2 separate regions of the Pan troglodytes genome follow, and region 1 is linked to region 2. A link is a contact called in public HiChIP or PLAC-seq data. All regions are on one chromosome and are shown on one strand. The core of a region is the stretch at or near the end of the contact, and the rest is flanking DNA. Distances in the headings are between cores, read along the strand shown.

Region 1 (7,042 bases), core at 39-2,538, 160 kb after region 2:
ACAGGGTGGGCACTCGGTAAATGTCGGCAGGGACCCTCCTTGCCCCTCACCCATGGCAGCTCCTTGAAGAGAGGGTCTGCCTCCTCTCACCCCTAGCCTCCTGCTGCAAGGAGGTGGTGGCCTGGGGCGTCATCTGTGCTACTTGCACTTTCTGGGGCTGGGGTCCCAGCACTCCACCAGAGGACCTGTCCTGAGCGGGCAGCTCCGTCTCCAGTCCCACTGTGCCACCCAGGGTGCCTAGCCAAACCATGGGACTTTCAGGCTTGCAGGGTCAGGATGTGGCCACCAGGGGGCAGCAGGGCCTGCGCTGTGGGTATCCGAGGGGGGGTTGGGATGGGGAGTTCCAGGCTCTGATGTGAGATCTGACTCCCAGAGCTGGGAAGCTCCCTATATTTCCTGCCATATTTTCTGCTGCATTCCCAGAGGACAGGCCATGGGAGGTGATTCCAGGGGGGCCTGAGCTCTCCTCCCGAGGCCGTCCACGGGGCATCCATGTCCCGGGTGCCTGCTTGTGGGCTGCTCTGGTCACTCTTCCTCTAGGGCAGGGGAGCCAGTCTGGCCTCTTCTGAGTGCTCACCAGCAACGGCAGTTGTTTATTTGCCAGGGATTGATATTCTTGAGGGATGGTCCATTTCACCAGGGCCAGGAAAACAACAGCTTGCAGGACTGCGGTTTCCCAGCACCGGCTGCAGGCAGCCTCGTCCGGCTGCTCCCAGAGGATGCCCCACCCTGTGCACGGCTGCCTGCCATCCTGCCCCTGGGGGTAGCCTCCACCTCCCCCACCATGGCCACTGCAGGACTGACCCTGTGCACCTGGTCCCCTGAGCCTCTTGGGATCATAGCCCTGTCTGTGGCAGCCTTACCACTCCTACCTGGCATGACTTCCCCAACTCCTCACAGAGGTGCCCTACTCTCTTCCCTTTCAGTCTGGATGCTCATAAAGTCAGCACCCTGAGTCCTTCTGCCTGTCCCCAAAGTCCTCAGCCCCAGGTTTGACCCCAGCTGAACCCGGGCCAGCTCACAGAGTGCCCCGGGGCACGAGGCAGCCCCCCAGAACCCCCATCCTGCCATCCTGCCTCTTCTCCTCACTTCCTGCTCCCCCAGGCATAGACATACCTGTGAACCCCATGCCACCCTCAGCTCGTCTCTCCTGCAGCTGAAGCCCCTGCCCAGCCCGACCCCTTCCCCTGCCTGTGCGCCCTAGAGGTCCCTGGTTTGCTCCACCAGCATCTACTCTAGCTCTTTCCCCGGTGCCTCCGCCCACCAGTTCCTTCCTCTTCCTTCCCCCGCCCCGCCCCCCTGCACTAACAGGCTCAGTGTCTGCGTAAGGATCCTGGGGCAAACAACCACTTGGAGAGCCAAGGAGTGAGAGGTACAGCTGGCGATGCTGACAGGGAGCTGCGGGGACCCTCAGAAAAAGCCACAGGTGACCCAGGACTCAGGGCCCCAGAGCATGGGGCTTGAGGGACGAGAGACAGGTAAGGCATCTTGAAGTGGGGTGTGCTGGGGGCAATAAGGTGGAAAGGCAGGAGGGAACAGGAGGCAGGTTAGGGACCTAGAGGGTGGAGTAGGGGCCGAAGCTGAGAGTGAGTGAGCAGTGAGCCCCCCGGCCTCAGCAGGAAACGAAAAGCTGGAGTTCAACCTGAAAGAGACACGCAGTGTGGCTTCAGGGGAACAGGGGCCAGAGTGGACGGTGCTTATCCTAGGCCAGCCACCTTACCCCTGTGGACTGAGTTTCCCCATCTGTGGACTTGGGCCATTCCAGCTTTAGTGGTGCTCACCTCTGAAGAGGGTATCTTTAGTTTAGAAAAGAGGGGGCCCTACCAACAGCCTCTCCTTAGAGGGGGACAGCTGTTGAGTGGAGCTGTGCAGACCTGGGGCCTCCACTGTGGACCTCCTAGAGAGGTCCCTGTGTGTGGCTGGCATCACCCAGGTTGCTGATTACAAGCACGGCTGCTGCAACCCCGCTTCAGACCCTCTGGCCCGGAGGAGGCCCAGGAGCCTGCACCTCGACAAGTGCCCCCGTGATCCTGTTTCAGAGCCCCTGCTAGGCCGGGTGAGGGCCCATGGGGAGGACCCATGGGGAGCAATGGTCTCTATGGCAGCAGGCCGTGCTGCCAGGGACTTCCCATCAGTGGGGGAGCCGGGCCACTGAGGGAGTGGGGTGAGATGGGGGGTGGTGAGGGTGGTCTTGGCAAGAATTCTCACAGCAACAGACAGTGCACTCAGCTGGGTCTGACTAGAGGGTCTGCACAGAGCAGGGTGACTAGAAAGACCCCAGGTCAGGGCGGGGCTGCGCCCAGCCAGGTTAGAAATAGACCAGAGGCTCTGACTCTGCCCATCCGCACCTTCTAGCTGGCCAGCCACGAATGACCCTGCTGCCCACGCCCAACGTCAGTGGGCTGAGCCAGGAGTTTGAAAGCCACTGGCCAGAGATCGCAGAGAGGTCCCCGTGTGTGGCTGGCGTCATCCCTGTCATCTACTACAGTGTCCTGCTGGGCTTGGGGCTGCCTGGTGAGTGGGGAGCTGGGGTCTGGGGACTTGGGCTTGGCCAGAAATGGGGATCCTCCTTCAATGGGTGCCAGTCCTCTGTGTTTGACCCCTGAGGCCCTGGATCATAGACCCCTGGTCTTTCCTTGCCATTGTCAGGGTGTTCTGGGTCACTGGAGGGGAATAAAAGTAAGGGGCTAGGATTGGGGGTGCTCACAGCTAAACCCAAGTTTTCCCCAGCAGTGAGCGTACTCTTAGGATAACAAAATTCACATAGGAACTGGCTCAGCTCAGTACAAAGCTCCCCGTGCTGCCCATGCCTTCAGAGAGCAGAGCTTGGGGCAGAGGTGGGTGTGTGGATATGGGAAGGACGGGTGGTCTTGGCCCTGGGGATTTCCCCAAGTCTGATAGCTAAACCCATGCCTGTGTCTAGGGACGCCTCCATTCTAGAGGACACAGAAAACCTAAAAAGGACTTGGAGGACAATGCCATAGGACAGGTAGCTTTTTTTTTTTTTTTTTTTTTGAGATGGAGTCTCGCTCTGTCACCCAGGCTGGAGTGCAGTGGCATGATCTCGGCTCATTGCAGCCTCCACTTCCCAGGTTCAAGCAATTCTCCTGCCTCAGCCTCCCAAGTAGCTGGGATTACAGGCATGCACCACCATGCCTGGCTAATTTGTATATTTTTTTAACAGAGACGGGGTTTCTCCATGTTGGTCAGGCTGGTCTTGAACTCCTGACCTCAGGTGATCTGCTCGCCTTGGCCTCCCAAAGTGCTGGATTACAGGCGTGAGCCACCACACCTGGCCAGGACAGGTGGCTGCTGAGGACCCTTCCATGTGCACTTACCTGTGCATAACCGGGGTACAGCCAGTGGCCTGCAGTGGATGGACAGGGCAGAGCTGGCCTGAGTGGCCTTCTGGGCAAAGTGGGGTTTCAGAAGGATCTGGAAGGAGAAAAAAGAGAAGCCAGCACAGCCTCTGCACATGCAGATGGGGAGGTGCGATGGCGACACCTTGGAAAGCAGAGTCTGAGCTCTCTTCTGATGCCTCTCCCCTCCCTCACCTCGGCTGCCCTCAGTCAGCCTCCTGACTGCAGTGGCCCTGGCGCGCCTTGCCACCAGGACCAGGAGGCCCTCCTACTACTACCTTCTGGCGCTCACAGCCTCGGATATCATCATCCAGGTGGTCATCGTGTTCGCGGGCTTCCTCCTGCAGGGAGCCGTGCTGGCCCGCCAGGTGCCCCAGGCTGTGGTGCGCACGGCCAACATCCTGGAGTTTGCTGCCAACCACGCCTCAGTCTGGATCGCCATCCTGCTCACGGTTGACCGCTACACTGCCCTGTGCCACCCCCTGCACCATCGGGCCGCCTCGTCCCCAGGCCGGACCCGCCGGGCCATTGCTGCTGTCCTGAGTGCTGCCCTGTTGACCGGCATCCCCTTCTACTGGTGGCTGGACATGTGGAGAGACACCGACTCACCCAGCACACTGGACGAGGTCCTCAAGTGGGCTCACTGTCTCACTGTCTATTTCATCCCTTGTGGTGTGTTCCTGGTCACCAACTCGGCCATCATCCACCGGCTACGGAGGAGGGGCCGGAGTGGGCTGCAGCCCCGGGTGGGCAAGAGCACAGCCATCCTCCTGGGCATCACCACACTGTTCACCCTCCTGTGGGCGCCCCGGGTCTTCGTCATGCTCTACCACATGTACGTGGCCCCTGTCCACCGGGACTGGAGGGTCCACCTGGCCTTGGATGTGGCCAACATGGTGGCCATGCTCCACACGGCAGCCAACTTCAGCCTCTACTGCTTTGTCAGCAAGACTTTCCGGGCCACTGTCCGACAGGTCATCCACGATGCCTACCTGCCCTGCACTTTGGCATCACAGCCAGAGGGCATGGCGGCGAAGCCTGTGATGGAGCCTCCTGGACTCCCCAAAGGGGCAGAAGTGTAGAGGAGGGGGCCCAGCTAGGGAGCTCAGGGTGGCTCATGGCCACATGTACTGGGGCCTTTGAGGTTGTACCCAAAACACGTTTATCAACAGCTTGCTTTCCTTGGGTGGGGGTGGAGGCTCCTCCTTTGGGTGTGGCTCCCAGGTAGAGAGGAGGACAACTTAGCCAGCTCTTATGTTTGCTTCACCAGCAATCCCTATTTCCTGGGAAGATGAAAGGGCACTGCCAGGCACAGGCTAATAGCATCAGTGCTGTGGGCATTCCTTTGCGGGGGGCATTTTGCCTGGCTCATCGTGAATGCCAGATTAATGTTGGTTGAATGGAAAGAAAAATGGACAGATGGAGGCCGGGTGCGGTGGCTCACGCCTGTAATCCCAGCACGTTGGGAGGCTGAGGCAGGCGGATCAAGAGGTCAGGAGATCGAGACCACAGTGAAACCCTGTCTCTACTAAAAATACAAAAAATTAGCTGGACGCAGTGGCGGGCGCCTGTAGTCCCAGCTACTCGGGAGGCTGAGGCAGGAGAATGGCGTGAACCCGGAAGGCGGAGCTTGCAGTGAGCCAAGATCCCGCCACTGCACTCCAGCCTGGGCGACAGAGTGAGACTCCGTCTCAAAAAAAAAAAACAAAAACAAAAACAAAAAAGGACAGATGGATGGATGGATGGATGGATGGATGTGAATTGTCTCCAGCCCACCCCCCTTTCCTGGTGCCTGCCTCTCATTCCCTGAATGGATCACCTCTCCAGCTCCTAGTGGCAATGCCAGAGTTTGAAAAGGAAGATATCTTCAGGACTTAAGGCATTGCTTAGGCTGGAGGAAACAAAGAAATTGAGCTGAGCAATGGGAGGGGGCTGCTTGGGGGATAAAAGCCCCCAGGGCCAGTCAGAAAGGGGTGATCTTAAATCAGATGTAAGGAGCCCAGGCCCGTGTCTGTCCAGCCACAGGAGACACAGCCCCTTAGGTCTCAAACACCCTGGTTGGATTCCACATTACTCCCTGCCCTAAACCAGTACAGGTTCATGGGCCCAGAACCAGCACTGGGGCTATAGTTTTCGTTGTTGCCAATGAGGAGAAAGAAAATGGTCTCTTAACCCAGGGTACTAGGAGAACAGGAAAGGAGGACCTAGCTGGAGATGACCCTGAGCTTCTGCTGAGCCCCCCGAGCTCACGCCCCTGGGGGAAAGGTCTTTTCCTCCACCACTGGGAGGCGGGAGTTGGCAGAGTCCATCAGAGCCATGAGGAGCTCTGCTCCCCACCCTCAGCCTCTCCAGGGAGGCTCTCCAGGGCCCCTCTCTCCTCTCAGCACCACCATCCCGGAGAGGCAGCTGGGAGAGATTAGCAGATGGAACTCCCACCTGCTCCAGGCTGTGGGTAAACACATTAACAGCTGAGCTAGGACCACTTTCTGCTTCCTGGTCAGGCTGAGCTGACCTTTGTCCTGAATGGGAGGTTCAGACCTGCCCCCACCCTCTTAGTGGGATGACATCAGTCAAAGAGCTGTTTGTGCACCCAGCACACAGTCAATGCAGAATCAATGCTTGGCTTTCCACTTTGCCTCTCTGCTTCTCCCCAGAGCAGGGATGTCCAGACAGGGAGGTTCAGCTAACCCAGAAAGAGGATAATGTGGGTCTCCAATGCATTCGCCATGATTCCCAACTCCAAAAAACTCTGAAAACCAAAACATGTTTCCAAAATGTGCCACAAACACGTTTAGCGGTACAGCGTGACCCGGTGTGAGGTGATTTCTGGTCCCGAAGTTGTCCTGTGATTGTGAGTCCTGCCAGCCCCACCCGGGACTGTTAGTGGAGTGATCATGTACTGCTGTCCACACCCCACGGAATCGTGATCGAACGCGCACCACTACATGCACACAGCACCTTCCTCTGCTCTGACGTATTCTGAATTCCAAGACATGTGGTGCCGAGTTCAGAGAAAGGATTGAGGACCTGTAAGCCCAACACTTCTGCTCCGGGGTGGTCTACACTGACCCTGAGCAGGTGTTAAGGATGGAGGACCCCCTCACCCGCCCACACCTCCATGTGCACACACAGATGTATCCCCAGGCAGGGTTGATGCACCTGCGCTTTATTCTTTGCTTAAGGAGGAGGGGGATGCAAATGCAGGTACCCGGGGAGGGAGAAGGTCCACCGGAGGACCAGATAATGTCGGCCCCAGCCCAGCCTGAGCCTGCCCTACAGAAGCGGGCACAGGAAGAAAGCACAAAGTTCCATGGATGAAGAACTAAATGGAACAACCTGCAGGGACCCTGCAGGAGAGAACCCAGTATCAGGGAAGAGCATCTGTGTCTCCATGGATGGCAACAGCAGCTGGGTCTAGGCCAGAGGCAGGATGCCTTCCTCAGCTGGCTGGGGGGCTGTCTTTCAGGAGGCCAGCTGCAAGATTAGCTCAACTGTCTCTGAGCACCAGTGAAACCAGGAACTTCCAGAAACTGTTGGGGAGGCTCTTTCAAGACACAGTTTTGTTTTGTTTTGTTTCGTTTTGTTGACATGGAGTCTCTCTCTGTTGCCCAGTCTCTCAGGCTGGAGTGCAGTGGTGTGATCTCAGCTCACTGCAACCTCCACCTCCTGGGTTCAAGTGACTT
Region 2 (7,635 bases), core at 3,765-6,264:
TGGCCATAGGCACAGAACAGAGATATCCATTATGAAAAAGAATGTCCTTGTGGTTTTGGCCTTCTAGTCAAGCGGCTCTCAACCACAAGTGGCATTGCCCTGCTTTCCCCCAGGGACATTTGGCAATGTCTAGAGACATTTTCGTTTCTCACAATTGTGAGGGTCTAGCATTAACCAAGTAGGGGCCTGGGATCCTCACAAGGCTCAGAAGAGCCTCAGCCCCTAAACAAAAAGTGAAAGTGACCCCATCCACAAAGGTCAACCATGTGGGGCGTGAGAACCCCTGTTCCAGTCTGCCTGGCCTTTCTTCGTGGCTTCTAGCTCAGCAGCAGGGAGAATGTTAAACCTGTCTACCTCTCAGGGACTCACAGACTCTTTGGGGGCCAGGGGGAGAGTGAGAAACCAGTATCCTTTTAAACTCACCATCTTCAGTTTCCAAAAAAACACCAGTAGGCCGGGTACAGTGGCGCATGCCTGTAATCCCAGTACTTTGGGAGGCCAAGGCAGGAGGATTGTTTGAGGCCAGGAGTTAAGAGTCCAGCCTGGGCAACATAGGGGACCCCATTTCTAAAAAAAAAGAGGAAAGAAAGAAAGAGAGAGAGAGAGAGAAAGAAAGAAAGAAAGAAAGAAAGAAAGAAAGAAAGAAAGAAAGAAAGGAAAGAAAGGAAGAAAGGAAGAAAGAAAGAATATAAGACCACATGCTTGTGGTCCCAGCTACTTGGGAGGCTGAGGCAGGAGGACCACTTGAGCCCGAGAGGTTGAGGCTGCAGTGAGCAGCGATTGCACCTCTGCACTCCAGCCTAGGCAAGAGAGCAAGGCTCTGTCTCAAAAAAATAAATAAATAAAGCACCAACTCACCCCGCCACCCGACTCCCCATCCTTTCCCAGGTAAATGAGTTCAGTGCCAGGGACCAGAGTCCCGGCCTGCTGACACCCTTTAAGGTTTAATAAACAACTCCCTTCCGAGATGGTTGAAAGGCCAGCCCTGCCGGCAGCCAAAGGCAGGGGCCTCTTGGGGGCCTCTTGGAGATTAAATGAGATGGTGGATATGAAAGCACTCCACCAGGTATGAAATCGCATACAAATATTCCCGATAATTTATGGACATTTCTCTCCGCCTGAGCTCCCAGGACTCGCGCGGGAGGGGCTATTCCGTTTCCAGCCGCGGCCTCAGCGCCCCCGTGCGGCCGCCAGTGGACACAGCACCCAGGGCGGGCCTTGCCTGAGAGGTGCGGGTTGGAGCTTTGCGAATTACCCCATCGAAGCTTCGCTGCAACCCTGCGAGGCGGGAGAGAGGCGACAGCACACACACTCCCACCCCCAAAACATACACACACGTGCACGCACACACACACACAGAAACAAGGAAACCAAGGCTCGGAAGATCACCGCTGGGCAGTGAAGGAGGTGCTATGGACCCCAGGGATGGGCCCTTGGGTGACGATGACCACAGCGGGCATAAGTGAGGCTGGAAGGGGAACTCCTGAAGGCCCTGAACTCCAGCCCAACTCCCCCTCCAGCCTCTTCTCCCCGACCCCCTGCCCCAGACCCTCCTTACCTCTGCCACACTGAACTTCCCACTCATTCTCAGAAACACCCCGCATTCTCCTGACCCTGGGCTGACGTCAGCTCCCTCCCTCCTTCTGTCTGGAAGTCCTTCTCCGGGCAAGCTGCTGCGCACCCCTCTCGGAGGCAGCAGACTGTGTCCCCTCCTCCACGAAGCCTTCCAGGACTCCCTCAGGAGGAATTAGACCCCTAGCCTCTGGGCATCCTCCACAGCTTATTATGGGATCCCAGCAGTCATGAGTGTTTGGAGCAGGAACCGCATTCTGCTTATTCCCAAGCCCAGCCCAGTGCCTGCTTTAGAGCAGGAGCTCAATCAATGTTCACCAAGTGAACGGAATGGATTGAGTGGGGGAAAATCCTGGAGGTTGGGAGGTCTTCCCCGCCATGTGCCGTGCCAGCCCTCTGCCCACCTGCAAGCTGGGGCATTGGGTTTTTTTTGACCCATCCTGGTCCTCTTTCCAATGTGTCCCTGAAAACTGAAGAGAGAACTCTAAACCATTTGGCCTTCAGAGGTGGCCAGAGTGGGGCTGCTGGAGGGAGGAGGGGAGGCCTGGTGCCTTCTGAGGCCCTCTCTGCCCAGAGCCAGCAGAGTGAGGGAAGGGAAGGAAGGAAAAGGGTTGGATTGTGTCCTGTAGCTCCGGACATGCCCTCTGAGCCTCTCCAGCCTCCAGCCATGCTGCAACAGACTGCTTGAGACCCTCCCTACCGCCTCTTGACAACAGCAATAGCCCTCACCATCCCGCAGCTGCCAGCACTGGACATTCCAGCCTACCAATGGCCAGAGTGACCATAACAGGCAGCCTGGGCCATCCTGCCCTCGAGTCCGGGGCTTTCCTCTCCTGCAGGATCCACCCCAGGCCCTGGAGAGTTTTGTTTCATGTGTATATGGGAGTCACCAGGGAGGCTCATGTCCAGGTCAGCATCTGCTCAAGGTCTCAGGCTGTGGCACTCAGGGCCTAGGCTCTGCCCCCCTTGGTCTCTGACAGTCCCCAGCCACTCCAGGACATTTGGGGCTCATCTTCCCATGGAGCAGGGAAGCGTGCCCTCTGGGCACCTTGCCTCACTTTTAGTAGCTGCAGCTTATTTTGCTATTTGTCCCCCTTGGGGAGCTGGAGGTCTTTGGTACTTGAACAAATTTGCCATTGTGTTTTGCTACTACACGTCTATGGTCCCTTAAATTATACAACTCAAGAGGGTGAACATCTGTCTCCCTGGGATCGCTGCCAAAAGGGAGGTGCAGCTCCTCCTTCTATCCCCGTCCTTGTCCTGTCGGGCCGGCAGTGAGGCGAGAAGCACCAGTCATTCATTCAACAAATAGTTTTTGGACCTACTACATGCCAGGCACTGCTTCAGGCACGTCAGTGTCTCCTTCTGGCTCTCCCTGAATTCCTCCCTCCATCCACCACCCCTTTATATGGTGAGTGATCTCAGATGCCGCATCCAGCCGGATCATCCTGCAATGTTAGCATTGAGCACTTGCTGTACAGATGGGTACTGCACTTCGAGAATTATCGACAGAATGCTGAGCCCTGTCCTTGCCTTCAAGGAAAAGTGGTAAGGTGGGGCGTAGTGGCTCACACCTGTAATCCTAGCACTTTGGGGGGCCGAGGCAGGAGGATCCCTTGAGCCCAGGAGTTCGAGACCAGCCTGGGCAACCTAGGGAGACCGTGTCTCTAAAAAAGTTTTAAAAAATTAAAAATAAAAAGAGTGGTGCGCATGTATGAAAAGTTAAACACCTCCATGCAGCCTACGGAGAAGTGATTGCAAGGAACCACTGTATGAGCGGCAAGCAACATAAGTCAAGGGTGAAGGGTCCTGCCTGAAAAAGGGGAGGCGGGAGCTGAGCTCGGAAGGACCAGTGGCACTTGGCATCAGAGTGGACAGCAGAGCAAATACCTGGAGGGTGGAAAGTGCCCAAAAGTGCCCCTCGGCTTGGCTGAAAGGGTGGTTGCTTGTGGAGGAGCAGTGGGGTAGAAAAAACTAGAAAGGCATCGCCTGAGATGGGAAGGGCTGGCAAAGCCGGGCTCTGAGGTATGGGAAAGTCCTTCTCAGGTCAGAGCTGAAGCACTCATGCTTCTCAGATCGGATCCGACCTTCAGACATCTAAAATTAGGCTTCTGCCAATTAACTTTTCCCACTGCTAGAACCCCGACACATTTACAGTTGCAGAGACATCGTTCAGCTTCTTTAAAAGACTCTTCAGTGCTATTACAGTATTTTGTGATCTCTCTGCAGCAAGGTCTATTGGTTCCTGTATCTCCAGCACCCCCAGGAAGGTGCTCAGCCTGAGCTTGTTAATGGAAGGGCAGGAGGGAGGAAGAAAGGAAGGTAAGTTAAATAAGTTCTAAGTAAAGCTCATGGCAAAGTGCTCTTTCCCTTCAGGAGGGCCGCTCTGTAATAATAAGCACGAAGCAATTACATTCTGCCGTGTGGTTATTAAATTTTGGGGAAACAAATATAATAAAATGTAGAAATTTGTAGAGAGGTTGGAAATAAAATAAAAGTGGAGGATAAAAATAAAATCGATAACCGCAGGTTGCTCAGAGCCTAACCTAAAGGATGTTATGGGGGAGAAAGGAACGCTGCCCTCCCCAGGCTTCCCAAGCCTCCCCAGGAAGTGGCCGGAGCCTGGGCTGGGGAATCTGCCCAGCAGGGGTTCAACTCCTGAGTCCACCTCTCCCCTCTGGGGCCGCGGTGAGACCCGGCAAGAGCAGGAGCACTCCCACTCACCATCAGCCCTAGGGGTGAGACACTTAGCCAGGGGCAGCGCTGCGACAGCTGTTGGAAGTATTATTATTATTATCATTATTGCTAAAGATGGGGGTGTCTTACTAGGTTGCCCAGGCTGGTCTCGAACACTTGGCCTCAAGCGATCCGCCCGCCTCGGCCTCCCCCAGTGCTGGGGTTATAGGCGTGAGCCACCGCGCCCGGCCTTAACTTGCTTTCATTGTACATCAATTCCTAAGGGAATTGGAAGCAGCAAGCAGGAACGCTCCCTCTTATGGAAAGAAGAGCCCAGGGCCCTGGTCATGACAGGTTCAGGTCCCAAAAAGGAGACGGGAAGAAAACGTGAGGCGCCAGAACAAGAGGTTCTACAAGGTGCACACGAGGGTCCCTGCCATTAAATGAAGAATTTTCTGTGTAGATGCCCGTGCGCAAGTCCAATGAAAGCCGTGGAGAATAAGCGTTAGCTCTTCAAACTGAATCTGAGCTAAAACCTAGCAAAGCCAGGCTGGGGTTTGAGGGGTTGCGGGGGAAGACAGGAAGGGGTGGACGGGGAAAAGGCGGGGGTCCTAGGAGGAAGGGATGGGGAGGAGCGAGAGGAGGGAGGCGGAGGGAGGGCGGCAGCCAGGATGGTCCATTCCATTCTTGGAGCTGCACTGTTGACTTCGACCACAAGGGGGCAGGGCTGCTGAAATTGGAAGTGCGAACGCCTACATGAGTCTTGATCCTCGGCAGGCACCGTACCCAGTTTCCTCCGTTGGGAGGGTTTAACTGCCCGGAAACGGAAGTCTCGTTCTTTTTCGTCCTTTTCCCCGGTTGCCGCTTGCTGTGAGTGTCTCTAGGGTGATAAGTGGGTGAGAAGGGTAATCTGGGGCAATCCACGGCCAGGTGAAATCTGGGAACCCCAAGTCCGCGTGGAGGGTGTCGGGGAGGAGGAGGGGAGTGCGATGGGGCCGATATTTCGGGGGAGAGCGGGAAAACGGGGTTCGCTGCCAGCCCCCGCGCCGTGTTAACGCCGAGGACTGTTTCCCGCAGGTCCTGGTCCGCGCCGGAGCCCAGCGCGCCTCGTCGCCATGGTGAGTACGGTCCCTGCCTGGCGCCTTCCCGGGGTGGGCTCGTGGGGCCCCGGGGCGAGGGCGAGAGAGCCTCCCAAGGATCTCCTGAGGCCGGGAGGAGCTGGGGGACTGGGCCATCGCCGGAAGACGTGTCTCTTTGCTGTCTGTTCACCCGCTTCCTTTGTGTTGCAGCCTCGGAAAATTGAGGAAATCAAGGACTTCCTGCTCACAGCCCGACGAAAGGATGCCAAATGTAAGTGGTTGCTCCGAAGGTTCAAGAAGAGCGGTGCCTAGCCTGGCACCGCTCCGGGAGCGTCTTCCCCGGAATGTCAGGCAGGAGACGGTTAGGCCGTCTGGGTGTGTGCCTGGCCCTCTGGGAGCAGTGGTTTCATCCTGTTTCCCATGAGAAAGACCTGTGGGGGGCACGTTGAGGCCCTGGAATTTCTAGGACCATCTTTAGCTAATCGCGATCATCTCAGAGGCCGCCCTGAGTTCAGTTTTCTTTCGTGTAATATAGTAAATTGTCGGAACGGAATCCCCACTCCGCGAAAGCCTCAAAACACACGTCCCATAAACACTGTTTAGGTTCTCTGCAGTTGTGCAAAATCTTAACACAAAATCCATTTTGTAATAAAGTGCTGGATATTTGCATGTAATGTATTGAGCACGGCACACTGTGTAGTATGGTCGTTTACCTCGTGATCCTGTGGTCGCTGGCCGGTGTCAGAAGGTATCATACCTATCTAATCCAGAAAAATATTTTAAAAAACAATTTTTTTTTTCTTTTAGACAGTCTGGCTCTGTCGCCCAGGCTGGATTGCAGTGGTGCCATCTTGGCTCACTGCAATTACCGCCTCCCAGGTTCAAGCGATCCCCCTGCCTCAGAGTAGCTGGGCGCGCCACCATGCCTAGCTGATTTTTGTGTTTTTGGTAGAGACAGAGTTTCACCATGTTGGCCAGGCTGGTCTCGAACTCCTAACCTCAGATGATCCACCTGCCTCCGCCTCCCAGAGTGCTGGGATTACAGGCGTGAGCCACTGTGCCCCGCCAAGATCAAAATTTGAAGCAGGGCTTCTACTGAATGTATATCGCATTACCACCATTGTAAAGTCACAGAGTTTAAGTTGGACTGTCATAGGTCTGTTTCCCAGCTTGTACATACAGGGGAAAGAAGGTGATTAATGAAAAACCTTAAACAGCAGGTTTTCGATGGATAGGTGCCAATCTCTGCTGCCCACTTACTTAAATTTTTACACCAAGTGTGAGAGGTAGTTGTGTTACCCCTTTGTGATACTTGAAGGAGATTGGGGGGCTTGTGTTTGATACAAGCTAGGTCTTGAGTTATGTTGTTACTTTAACCCAGTCGTCTTTTTTCAGCTGCATGAAAGAGAATCAGGTCACGTGTGGAAGTGAGGTTGCATGGGACAGGCCTGTTAAGGTGGGCTAAGACACCAGCCGTCTCTAATGCTCTGTGCCAGCGGTGGTGCCAGACGGTGGTTGGTGTACAGGGAGAGTCTTTCAATGAGTTGGGGGTAGGCAGAGATGGGGGTCATATTTGTGTCCCCATTACCCAAAACAGGCTGTCACCTTTGAGGTAGTGACCACCTGTGGGAACAAATAGCATCTGGTGGGAATGATGACTGTTTGCTAGTGTTTTGTGTAAAGAGATGAGGTTATCAGGTCAGTTTTATTTCAGACCATATGGGGTCACTGCCTAGTTTGAAGCCCAACTCTACCAGCAGGTAACTTACCCTTCTCAGCAAGTTAAACATGACACCACCGTTTGATTGTGTTTTAAAAGGGTGGTGGTCTGGGCGTGGTGGCTCATGCCTATAATTCCAGCACTTTGGGAGGCCAAAGCGGACAGATCTCTTGAACCAGGAGTTCAAGACCAACCTGGGCGACATGGCAAAACCCCATTTCTACTAAAAATAAATTAGCCGGGCATGGTGGCACACGCCTGCAGTCCCAGCTACTCAGGAGGCTGAGGCAGGAGAATCAGTTGAACCAAGGAGACGGAGGTTGCAGTGAGCTGAGATTGTCTCACTGCACTCCAGCCTGGGTGACAGAGCGAGACTGTCTCACAAAAAAAATTGGGAACCTTGACTTTAGATGATGTGGCTTTAAAGGTAGTGGTCACAGTCCCCCTGGGGACAGTAAAGTGTCAGTAGCTGTTTGTTGAAAAAACTTTTTAAAATGGTTGCATTAATTTTTAACGTGTAATAGGCATAGCGTAAAAGTTACCATTTACACTGGGTATGGTGGTTCCCATCTGTAATCCCAGCACTTT

What was found. HiChIP or PLAC-seq counts read pairs in DNA pulled down with a chosen protein or histone mark.
Region 1: a contact with region 2 is called in an H3K4me3 HiChIP or PLAC-seq map of stem cell-derived excitatory neurons, with 5 times the contacts expected there. The contact joins the promoter of GPR142 here to the promoter of RPL38 in region 2. A contact is called at or near these places in 1 of 7 Hi-C or Micro-C datasets (stem cell-derived neural progenitor cells) and 1 of 1 datasets of contacts at active chromatin or transcription factors (stem cell-derived excitatory neurons).

Annotation. Positions count from the first base shown.
Region 1 is chr19:87,355,144-87,362,185 of NHGRI_mPanTro3-v2.0_pri, forward strand. GPR142 (G protein-coupled receptor 142) reads left to right here and starts at 1,289. Exons shown (of 3, transcript XM_024350591.3): 1 at 1,289-1,478; 2 at 2,356-2,514; 3 at 3,570-4,615. The coding sequence starts at 1,385. The coding sequence ends at 4,441.
Region 2 is chr19:87,186,470-87,194,104 of NHGRI_mPanTro3-v2.0_pri, forward strand. It overlaps RPL38 (ribosomal protein L38), which reads left to right and starts at 5,015. Exons shown (of 5, transcript XM_003315706.5): 1 at 5,015-5,118; 2 at 5,326-5,366; 3 at 5,538-5,598. The coding sequence starts at 5,364. All of the region lies in intron 1 of LOC129137526 (a long non-coding RNA gene), which reads right to left.